3 separate regions of the Mus musculus genome follow, and regions 1 and 2 are each linked to region 3. A link is a contact called in public Hi-C and HiChIP or PLAC-seq data. All regions are on one chromosome and are shown on one strand. Each heading gives the region's core, a stretch centred on a gene start, on an enhancer-like site or on the middle of the called end of the contact. The rest is flanking DNA. Distances are from core to core; before and after follow the strand shown. Region 1 has its middle 34 kb from the start of Gm34079. Region 2 has its middle 6.7 kb from the start of Gm51462. Region 3 overlaps Lrrc28 (leucine rich repeat containing 28).

Evidence for each region. A called contact is a pair of places that touch in the nucleus more often than the background predicts. HiChIP or PLAC-seq counts read pairs in DNA pulled down with a chosen protein or histone mark.
Region 1: a contact with region 3 is called in an H3K27ac HiChIP or PLAC-seq map of heart atrium, with 6 read pairs. The contact joins two enhancer-like sites. A contact is called at or near these places in 2 of 484 Hi-C or Micro-C datasets (Sertoli cells and embryonic stem cells) and 2 of 115 datasets of contacts at active chromatin or transcription factors (heart atrium and microglia).
Region 2: a Hi-C map of the Ba/F3 cell line shows a contact between it and region 3, with 3 times the contacts expected there. The contact joins two enhancer-like sites. A contact is called at or near these places in 5 of 484 Hi-C or Micro-C datasets (the Ba/F3 cell line, the C2C12 cell line, nephron progenitors and 1 more) and 2 of 115 datasets of contacts at active chromatin or transcription factors (CD8 T cells and microglia).

What each region holds. Positions count from the first base shown.
Region 1 is chr7:67,485,836-67,488,535 of GRCm38.p6, forward strand. No RefSeq gene overlaps it. Among named protein-coding and RNA genes, the nearest start is that of Gm34079, 34 kb to the right of the region's middle. Within about 2 kb of position 1,431, at least 38 of the 459 cell types and tissues checked have an H3K27ac peak or open chromatin away from gene starts, as enhancers often do. A contact at or near this core is called in heart atrium, where this site is marked.
Region 2 is chr7:67,424,485-67,427,184 of GRCm38.p6, forward strand. No RefSeq gene overlaps it. Among named protein-coding and RNA genes, the nearest start is that of Gm51462, 6.7 kb to the left of the region's middle. Within about 2 kb of position 1,282, at least 61 of the 459 cell types and tissues checked have an H3K27ac peak or open chromatin away from gene starts, as enhancers often do. A contact at or near this core is called in the Ba/F3 cell line, where this site is marked.
Region 3 is chr7:67,618,650-67,621,584 of GRCm38.p6, forward strand. It overlaps Lrrc28 (leucine rich repeat containing 28), which reads right to left. Exons shown (of 10, transcript NM_175124.5): 4 at 425-462. Among named protein-coding and RNA genes, the nearest start is that of Lrrc28, 25 kb to the right of the region's middle. Within about 2 kb of position 1,437, at least 37 of the 459 cell types and tissues checked have an H3K27ac peak or open chromatin away from gene starts, as enhancers often do. A contact at or near this core is called in the Ba/F3 cell line and heart atrium, where this site is marked.

The sequences.
Region 1 (2,700 bases), core at 181-2,680, 130 kb before region 3:
CTGGGGGAGGGGTGGGGGAGGGGTGGGGGAGGGGTGGGGGAGGGGAGGCTTTGCCATTTTCTCATAGGCCTGAGGTTAGTGTCCTTGCCATGACAGTGCCCATGTCAATAGCCCATACCCACTCAGGCACTCACACGCATGGCTTCCTCCACCCTCCACAGGAGCCTGAGTATGAAGAGGAGGGGATGAGAGGAAGGACTCAAACCAGAGAAGCCAAGGACGCAGAGGGGAGAGGTGGCTGTAGGTAACTGTATTCACAACTCGAAACTGATCATCAGCCGAGCTCTACCAGAGAGAAGTCTGGGAACAGAGACCCCAAACAGCCCGTGAGGGCAGGGGTGGGAGTCCCCAGTGGCTGCATGCAGGAGGGGGATCTGTGGAGTTCTGCATGGCTGCTGATCCAGGGCACCAGTGCCATGGAGCCCACCCTGGAAAGGAAAAAGTCCGTGGAGACCTGGGAGGAATGCATTGTCATCAGCAGACCGATGTGCCACGCTCGTTACTGAATCATTGGGGTGACTCCAAGTTTTAAAATACAATTTCTAGGTGCATGCCATCTTCTACGTGGGGAGCAGCAGGTGCTACAACTGGAGAGTCTCCTACACCATCTCCTCTGACTACCCCATTTTGGATGTACTCAGGGATCTTCTTTCCAGGGCAAACCAGTCAGAGTACCCTCCCCCCCACTTAGACTACACTCGTAAGCCTCCATGTTGTTCTCTACCCTCAGCCCAGCCAGTCTGCTGCAGGATGGGACTCTATGCAACCTGTGCACTGTTCTCACCTCATCCGGCCACCTGAGATGTCCCCCTTGGAACAGCCCCAGGGATGCCTCTTGGTGCCTCTGCTATGTTCCTGGGCCTTCTGGCTTCACCTTCTGCTGAGGGCTCTCGCTTGAGAGAGCCCCTGGACTGCTTCAGCTGTGCTCACACCTTGGTTCACCGGTGTCTGCATTGATGGCTCGGGAGAGTTCTTGCCTCACCCGTTTCCAAATCACAGCAAAAAGGTTGAAAAGGAGGAGGCATGGAGGAGGAAGAGAAGGGGGAAGAAGAAGAGGAGGAAGGGGAGGAGGAGGGATGGAGGAGGAAGAGGGAGGAGAAAGAGGGGGGAGGAGGGATAGAGGAGGAAGGGGAGGGGGAGGAGGAGGAGGAAGCAGAGGCAGAGGAGGTAGCAGCTGTGCTGTGGGATAATGAAAAAGATGATTTCAAAACAGCTGGGTGATAATCACACCTCTGCTGCCATCCCAAGAGCCCCCATAGCCCATTTCCTCATGTGGAAATGGGGCTGGCTCCTGCACATCTGGAAGTGATTGAGAATCCAGTGACTACATCTCTGACTGCAGGTGCTTTTCCCGTGCTGGTGCTGGGACCAAAGGTTGCGCTCAGGCATCCGCTCTATTTCTGTGCTCTGTATCTCTGAGTATACAGTTACTGCTTAATCAATGCTGATGACCACGAGGCAAGGCTGTGGCCTGGCAAGGGCAGGCCAGCAGATTCTGCTGAGCCACACAAAGGCTGCACCAATGCAAAGGTGGAAGACCACAGAGAAGAGCAGAGGAGCAGCGTCCCCTGAGGACACTCACAGGGGAGTGGAGACTAGGAAGGGACCAGCAGAACCTACAAACAGCGCCATAGCCTTCTGCCAGCCACAGATGTAGCTGGACGGCGTGCTTGACCTGAAATGCCCAGCAGACAGCCTGGATCAGAAATTGGGCTGTAACCCAAGCCAATGCACGTACGGAGCCAGAGCTGTCGGCCAGCTCCCTGAGCCTGGTGGGGTTCTGTGGTGGGGCCTGCACATGTACAGGAGACAGGGCACGGTTGAGGAGCAGGCAGACGCCCGCATGCCCCAGCCTATCCTGGTATGTGAAGATGAAGACCTGGAAAGTGGTTCTGAGCATCTGCCCCCCACCCCCACCCCCGCACCCCGCTTCCACAACCCAGTCAGGATGATCTGAGAGGGCAGCCTTAAGGCTTACAGCATTCACCCCAGACCTGGCAACTTCCTTCCCAGCCCCAGGGTGGGATCAGTTGCATGGTCCCTGCCCAAGAAGAGTGACCACCATCTCTTCTAAATTGGCTAAGGCAGACTCAGGCTGGAGCCCAGATCCTCATGCCAAGTTGGCATTTGGCCCGAGCTACAAAACCCAAGCTCACTGCTGGCAGGAGGGCAGGGCTGAAGCATTCTGGGCACAGATGGGCCAGGAGAGCTTCTGCCCTTCACACCACCCCTGCCATCCACCCAAGGCCCCGTGGAGAGTATCCGATACTCGGGAGGGTCTCTGCTTTCTATCAGATGCTTGAGGCTCGAGCAAAGTGATCCTGAAACAATGTCAGATCTGAGGACAGCCCCTCCCGCTCTCCCAGTGAATCTTGCCAAGCCTGATCACAACACAGCAGACATCGAGAGGGAAAGGTCAGGCGGCCGGACCTCCTGAAGCTGGGAGCAGGTGGCCTCTGGAGCCAGAGGGCCAAGTGGCTCAGCTCACAGGAACAGGTAGGTAGCAGTGACTCTGAGGATCGTAGGTCCTGGCTGCTGGCCCTGAGCAGACAAGTGTGGTCCCCCACTGTTGTGGCTGGGACACTTCAGGTCAGTGCCTTGGCCTATATCCTCGCAGGCCTGATTTGTGTGTCAGTGCAAACGGAGACAGCTATTTTCCATTAGACGCCGTGATTGGGTTTCTCTTATCCAGCTTTGTCC
Region 2 (2,700 bases), core at 32-2,531, 190 kb before region 3:
TTGTCCTTGATCTGGTAGCTACATTCCTGCCTTTGATGTAGTTGTGTAGTGAAGCATCCTCCCTGTTCATCTATGAGTTTCTTTTGTGTTGTGTTTATGATTTATTCAACTTGATGTAGGGTGATTGTGTCCAGTAAAAGACCCACAGCTAGTGTGCCATGAAGGGACAAACAGAAACATCCCATTATCTGGAATTGAGGCTCTAAAAGTATATGCCTTACCCATTCCCCAAACCAGCGTCTACCTGGGGTGGGGGGTGTTTTCAACTGCTCTAGGCTAGAATACTTTCTTGGTTATGTGGCTGGTTTGGATTATTAAAATGACCTTTGAAAGAATTCACAGAGCAGGTCCTCTTCAGGGTTCAGAAGTGATCTGTTTGAATCGGAGTTTTCTCTTCCTGAGTTTAATTTTTCAGAACAAAGAGATTATGACAATGATACAGCCTCTGTGTTTCCTGTTGGCTTGTGACACTGTGGCCTCCTGAATATCTTGGCCTTTCCAAGTGGCATGGGCTGTGTCTGAGGCAATAACTGGTCACTGAGTGTGGAGCGTTTGGAATCCTGGGAAATGAATGTTGTGAGGTGACTTGCCTGTTGACATTCGTGTTCCAGGGCAGGGTGTCATTTCCAGTTGAATGTTTTGAGCCTTTACCTAGCCCTCAGTTTGGCCCCGTTTGTGTGTTAAGTGCAACAGATATATCTTCGAATGGCCCCTGTCAACCACCCAAACTGATGTGACTTTTGTTTCTACTCAAAGGAAGTCTGTGGTATCGGCAAACAGGGTAACAGGAGACACAGACAGGCTTGAGATTTAGAAAAGGACAGGAAGGGCCACCCAGCCAGGCTGACCGGAGCAACTCCAAGGCAGGAAACGGAAGCATGGTATGTGGAAATACTTCCTTTTCTTCCTGTCTTGTGTCTGCTTTGATATCTGGTGGCTGGCTCTCCCTGACCCCCACCCCACACAGTAAGAATTGCTTCCTTGGGGGTAATGGCTTTTGAAAGGTCTCTATGTGGAGTAACAGGGTGCTGCCTTCACCACCCATGGGGGCTTTTCCCCTTCACCAGCCTTTGCTCTCCCTACCTTTCTTTCCTCGTGCAAGGGATGGCAGGTTGTCCCTGGCAGTCACACCCAAACATTGAGTTCTTTCTTTGCTCGTGTAAGCCTAGTATGACAGAAGCCAGTTTGTGTCACTTTACCTCTGAGAAAATGGGAGGGGGGAATGGGTGGAGCAGTCCATCACTAAGCAGCCTGTTGTCAGGTAGTGGCACCCACTGGTCACAGTGGCACTTCCTTCTGTTTCTTCATCTCTCTCAGCAGCACTAGGGGCAGGGCTCCTTTCTCTGACTCACTCCAGACCTCTCAAAAGGCTCTTTCCTTGCACTTCCCTTGACCCAGGTCACTCCTACATGCTTCCTCCTTGTTACCAAATCTCTGTGGCTCCATAGTGTCCCACTTGCCATGTGGTTTGGATCTTTGGGTGGAGCATCTTGGAGACAACCAGAGAACCTTCTTAGCAACCTAACCCTGGATGTCTTATGGAAAAGAGATTCGTTTTCATTTCTCAGCATCTGAACCTTGCTCTTGGCTTAGAGAACCTTCACTGCTGCCACAACCACAGAAGGGCTGGGGCTGGGGCTGGGGCTGGGGCTGGGGCTGGGGCTGGCACTGGTGATGTGTGGCAATCATTGTGTAGAGTAAAAGCAGCCATCCAAAGGTGGTGTGTCCAGCAACATCTCCTCCTCCCTGGGTGCCTTGCCACTGGGCTCAGATGTCACAACTGACTCAGGAAGAAAGGGATGGTAGTCATCACAGGGTTAGTGGCAGCTGCTGAGCACAGCTCTTGAGACAGAAGAAGTAAGAGCATTGAGTGTAAGTGCTGAGGTTAGGCCATCTCTGTGCTGTGGTTTGATTCCATGCTTCCCAAAGATCAGCTTTGTGCCTGTGCTGTAGACCTCTGTGTGGTTCTCTTAGCTACCTGGTATCCTTTTGAAAGATCCCCTCTTCCCCAATTTAGTCCAAATTGGTGTCTGTTGGTTGCTTTTCTGTCTCCTGCCTCAAAGCTCATCACAGCTCCTTCTCTTCATCCTATTTTCTTTGTGGAACTCCAAGCATCTTCTACACAAGAAAAGGGAGAGAAATCCATCTGAATTTCCAAAGGGGCTATATAAACTATGTAGCACTGATAATAGCTATTAGTAACCCAAGGTTTTGACTTCTTAAACAAATAAGTGAACAGAAAGGTACAGGGCACAAATGTCCCTTGGAGACACCCATGCACACCCTAGTGCCACAGTGGAGATAGCTGAGAACCTAGCAGATGACCCTGGTTGGTCTCTTCGAGCCCCCACCAACCCAGGGTGGCACAGCCAATGTTTCTATAGCACCCAGGGAGCATAGATGTGTTGGGGAGCCTTGATAATAGAGTGAGAAGTCATAGAGGCAGCTGCTTCAACCTGACTACCTAGGGATCACAGACAAAGGTGTAGGACAGTGGGTGTCCATGTTCTAGAGCCTATGAGCATTGAGGATCTTTGTCACAGTTATACTGTTCATTTCATCCCAGAATGCATCCTAGCCAAAGGTGACACCTGGAAAGAAGGAGAAGAAAATGATGGGGGAAATCTGTATGTGATTCTACTCTTATTCAGTAGATAGAAAAAGATTTAGTAGTGACTTCCAGGTCACTGTTTTTTTCTC
Region 3 (2,935 bases), core at 187-2,686:
CCCTCAAAAAAAAGACATCTGAGGAACAAGTTACAAAGTGGTCCTCTGCTACCCTCTTCCCACACACTCCCTCCCCACAACACCCCCCCATAAGAATTTTAAAGAATCTATTATTTTATATGTAACTAAATTCTTAGTTAATTGCACCAAGTACTTAGTTTACTATTTCCCAACAGCAGTTTGTCTAGTAATTTTCCTGGCCATTTATTGTCTTATTAGATGTCTCCATTTAATCTGTCTTAGCTGGACTTACATTTTAAAGCAAATAAATTGAAAGTCCTTTAAATTAAAATTCCCTAACTTACCAACCAAAATAGGTTTAAGGAGCTAGAGATAGAAAGACAGGGTCCGGGGCTCATCAAATTTTTATAAAGCAAAATATAAATGACACTGTTTTCAAACTAAGAATTATAAGTATGCTTACCTTCTGGAACCACAACTATGTTATTTGAGTGAAGGTACCTGTGACAAAAGGAGGGGAAAGTTGCTGTCATTATTCAGTATTTTGTCAGATAACCAGCTAATACAAGCTCTGTTTGAAAACTTATCAAATATAAGCAAAACTTCCAAAACACACAGACATAACAACAGCTAATGCTTTGAGAGTAATATGCTAAATAACAAATATTAAATATATCTTCTGATTTAGTCATTTTAAAATCATTAATATAAAAAAATCATAAGGTATTTAACCTCATTAAAAAATTTCTAGTTCCATAGGCTGGAGAGACGGCTCAGAGGTTACTCCAGATTCCCGTTCAATTCTCAGCAACACCATGTGATATTTTATAACCACCTTCAGTTAGATGTAAGGCCCTCTTTTGGTGTGCAAGCATACATGTAGGCAGAACACACTATATATAGTAAATAAATAAATCTTTTTTAAAATTACTAGTACATCTAGTTCATTAAATTATTTAGGTTTTCAGAAATATATTTACTGTGTAAAGAAAAATCAATACCTATTGTGTAAAAGGAAAGATCAGTTTTAGTTTCTAAACAGTAAAAGTGGACTGAAGACAATTCTAACTGGCTCAGCTAGCCATTAAGAGAGAGCACTTGTTCTTACAGGGTCCCAGCACCCACTTGGTGCCTCCTAACCGTCTATAATTCCAATTCCAGAAAACAAGCACCCTTTTCTTCACTACACAGGCCCTAGGTGTGCATATGGCACGTACATACTTGCAGGGAAAATACCCAAACAAAATAATCTTTAAAACAAAACAAACAGAAAACTCTTAAAGATGTCTCTAGTTGGCATGCTTACTGTAACCCAAGAATAGAGATTAGATGTTCACTAACGTCTCCGCAGAAATACTCAGATGCCAAGACACAGAAATCTGACTTCTCAGCAGCAGAAGTCTTCTTTAAAAAGACCTACAAGTCCAGGCTTGTCTAAGTCATCAACACTTTCCCACTGAAGCATCTTTGGCACACTCTGGTGGGGACTCCAGGTACCATCTGAAACTATATATATTCAGAGCTACATGCCATGACTGCCAGAGATCGTACAGTAAAAATAAAATCAGTAATAAAACTGATTTTCTTGTGAGGTAGGACAACTCGATTTTAGAACACTTGATTTCAAACCAGCCAATTTATTGTAGGTAAAAAAATAAATCCCCAAAGTATTTTAAAATATAACTTAGAAATTTTCTTTCATGTTTTGACTATCTTTAGTGAGTGCTAAAATGTCAGTAAGAACAGAATTATAAAAGCAGAAAAATTGTGAAGGCTTTTTTTATGCCGAATTAAACCAGTGCTGTACAGAATGTTAACCTGTGGGTTCTGAAATCAGCTAAGACCAGACACACTCAGATGTGAGATTTTTTTCTTCCAGGAAATACCTAAGGGCTTTTCACTAATGACTCTAAGGTTTGAAACCAGCTTTTCAAAAGATACTATGAAGAGAAGCGACCAGGCTGTCTGACAAGATCACATCCTCAGGAGAAGACAAGGAAAGCTGAGGAGAAACAAGCACCCCTGCCATGCCACTTGGCCACCAAGCATTCCCTCTCCTTCCTTCCATGTTCCATCACCACTGGCTGACAGAGGAGAGACCTGAGCCTAGAGTGTCTGCTCTTCTTGACAGTCAATCAAGCAACAAAGCCTTTTCTTTTGGCAAAAGCTGCAGTCATAGGACTGGCTTCTGTGTTTGCCAGGAAGTAAGCCTTCACTTGATAACTATGTGACACAATTTAACCAAGTGTGCACTCTAAAACTCATTCTTCACTCTGTGTATATGAATTGATTACACATTTTGAACTCAATACTTTGGAAACATTCTTTTTTTTTGGTTTTTCGAGACAGGGTTTCTCTGTATAGCCCTGGCTGTCCTGGAACTCACTTTGTAGACCAGGCTGGCCTCGAGCTCAGAAATCCGCCTGCCTCTGCCTCCCGAGTGCTGGGATTAAAGGCGTATGCCACCATGCCCAGCTCCTTTGGAAACATTCTTGTTCAAGGTCATTTGTGCCAAAAAACTGTAAATCAATGTGCAGGTACACTCACTACAGTATGTAAATATGAACAGATGCCATCACATAAAAATCACAAAAAAAAAAGAGTACCCATTATTATGACTGAAACTTAACAACACATTTTAATACACTAATGTGTCTATATTAAAATAAAGATGCTATATACCACTAGAGTGTTCCTGATCCTAACTACACATTGGAACTATCAGGGTCTCCAAAAGATCACTCATTTGTGCACTAAGTACAATGCAATCCCAATTCCACAAATCATTTTAGGAGACAACAAACTGAGAGTCCACGTGGAACAGGCAGCAAGCCCTTTCTTAGTAACTGGGTGACAGGTCCCCCAGAGCACCCCACTGCCTTTATTGAACCTTCATAGTCACATACAGTCACAAAAGAGCATGATGGCCCGTGTCTGGGGGACTAGAGGACGGATGTATGGAGCTAGTTTTCAT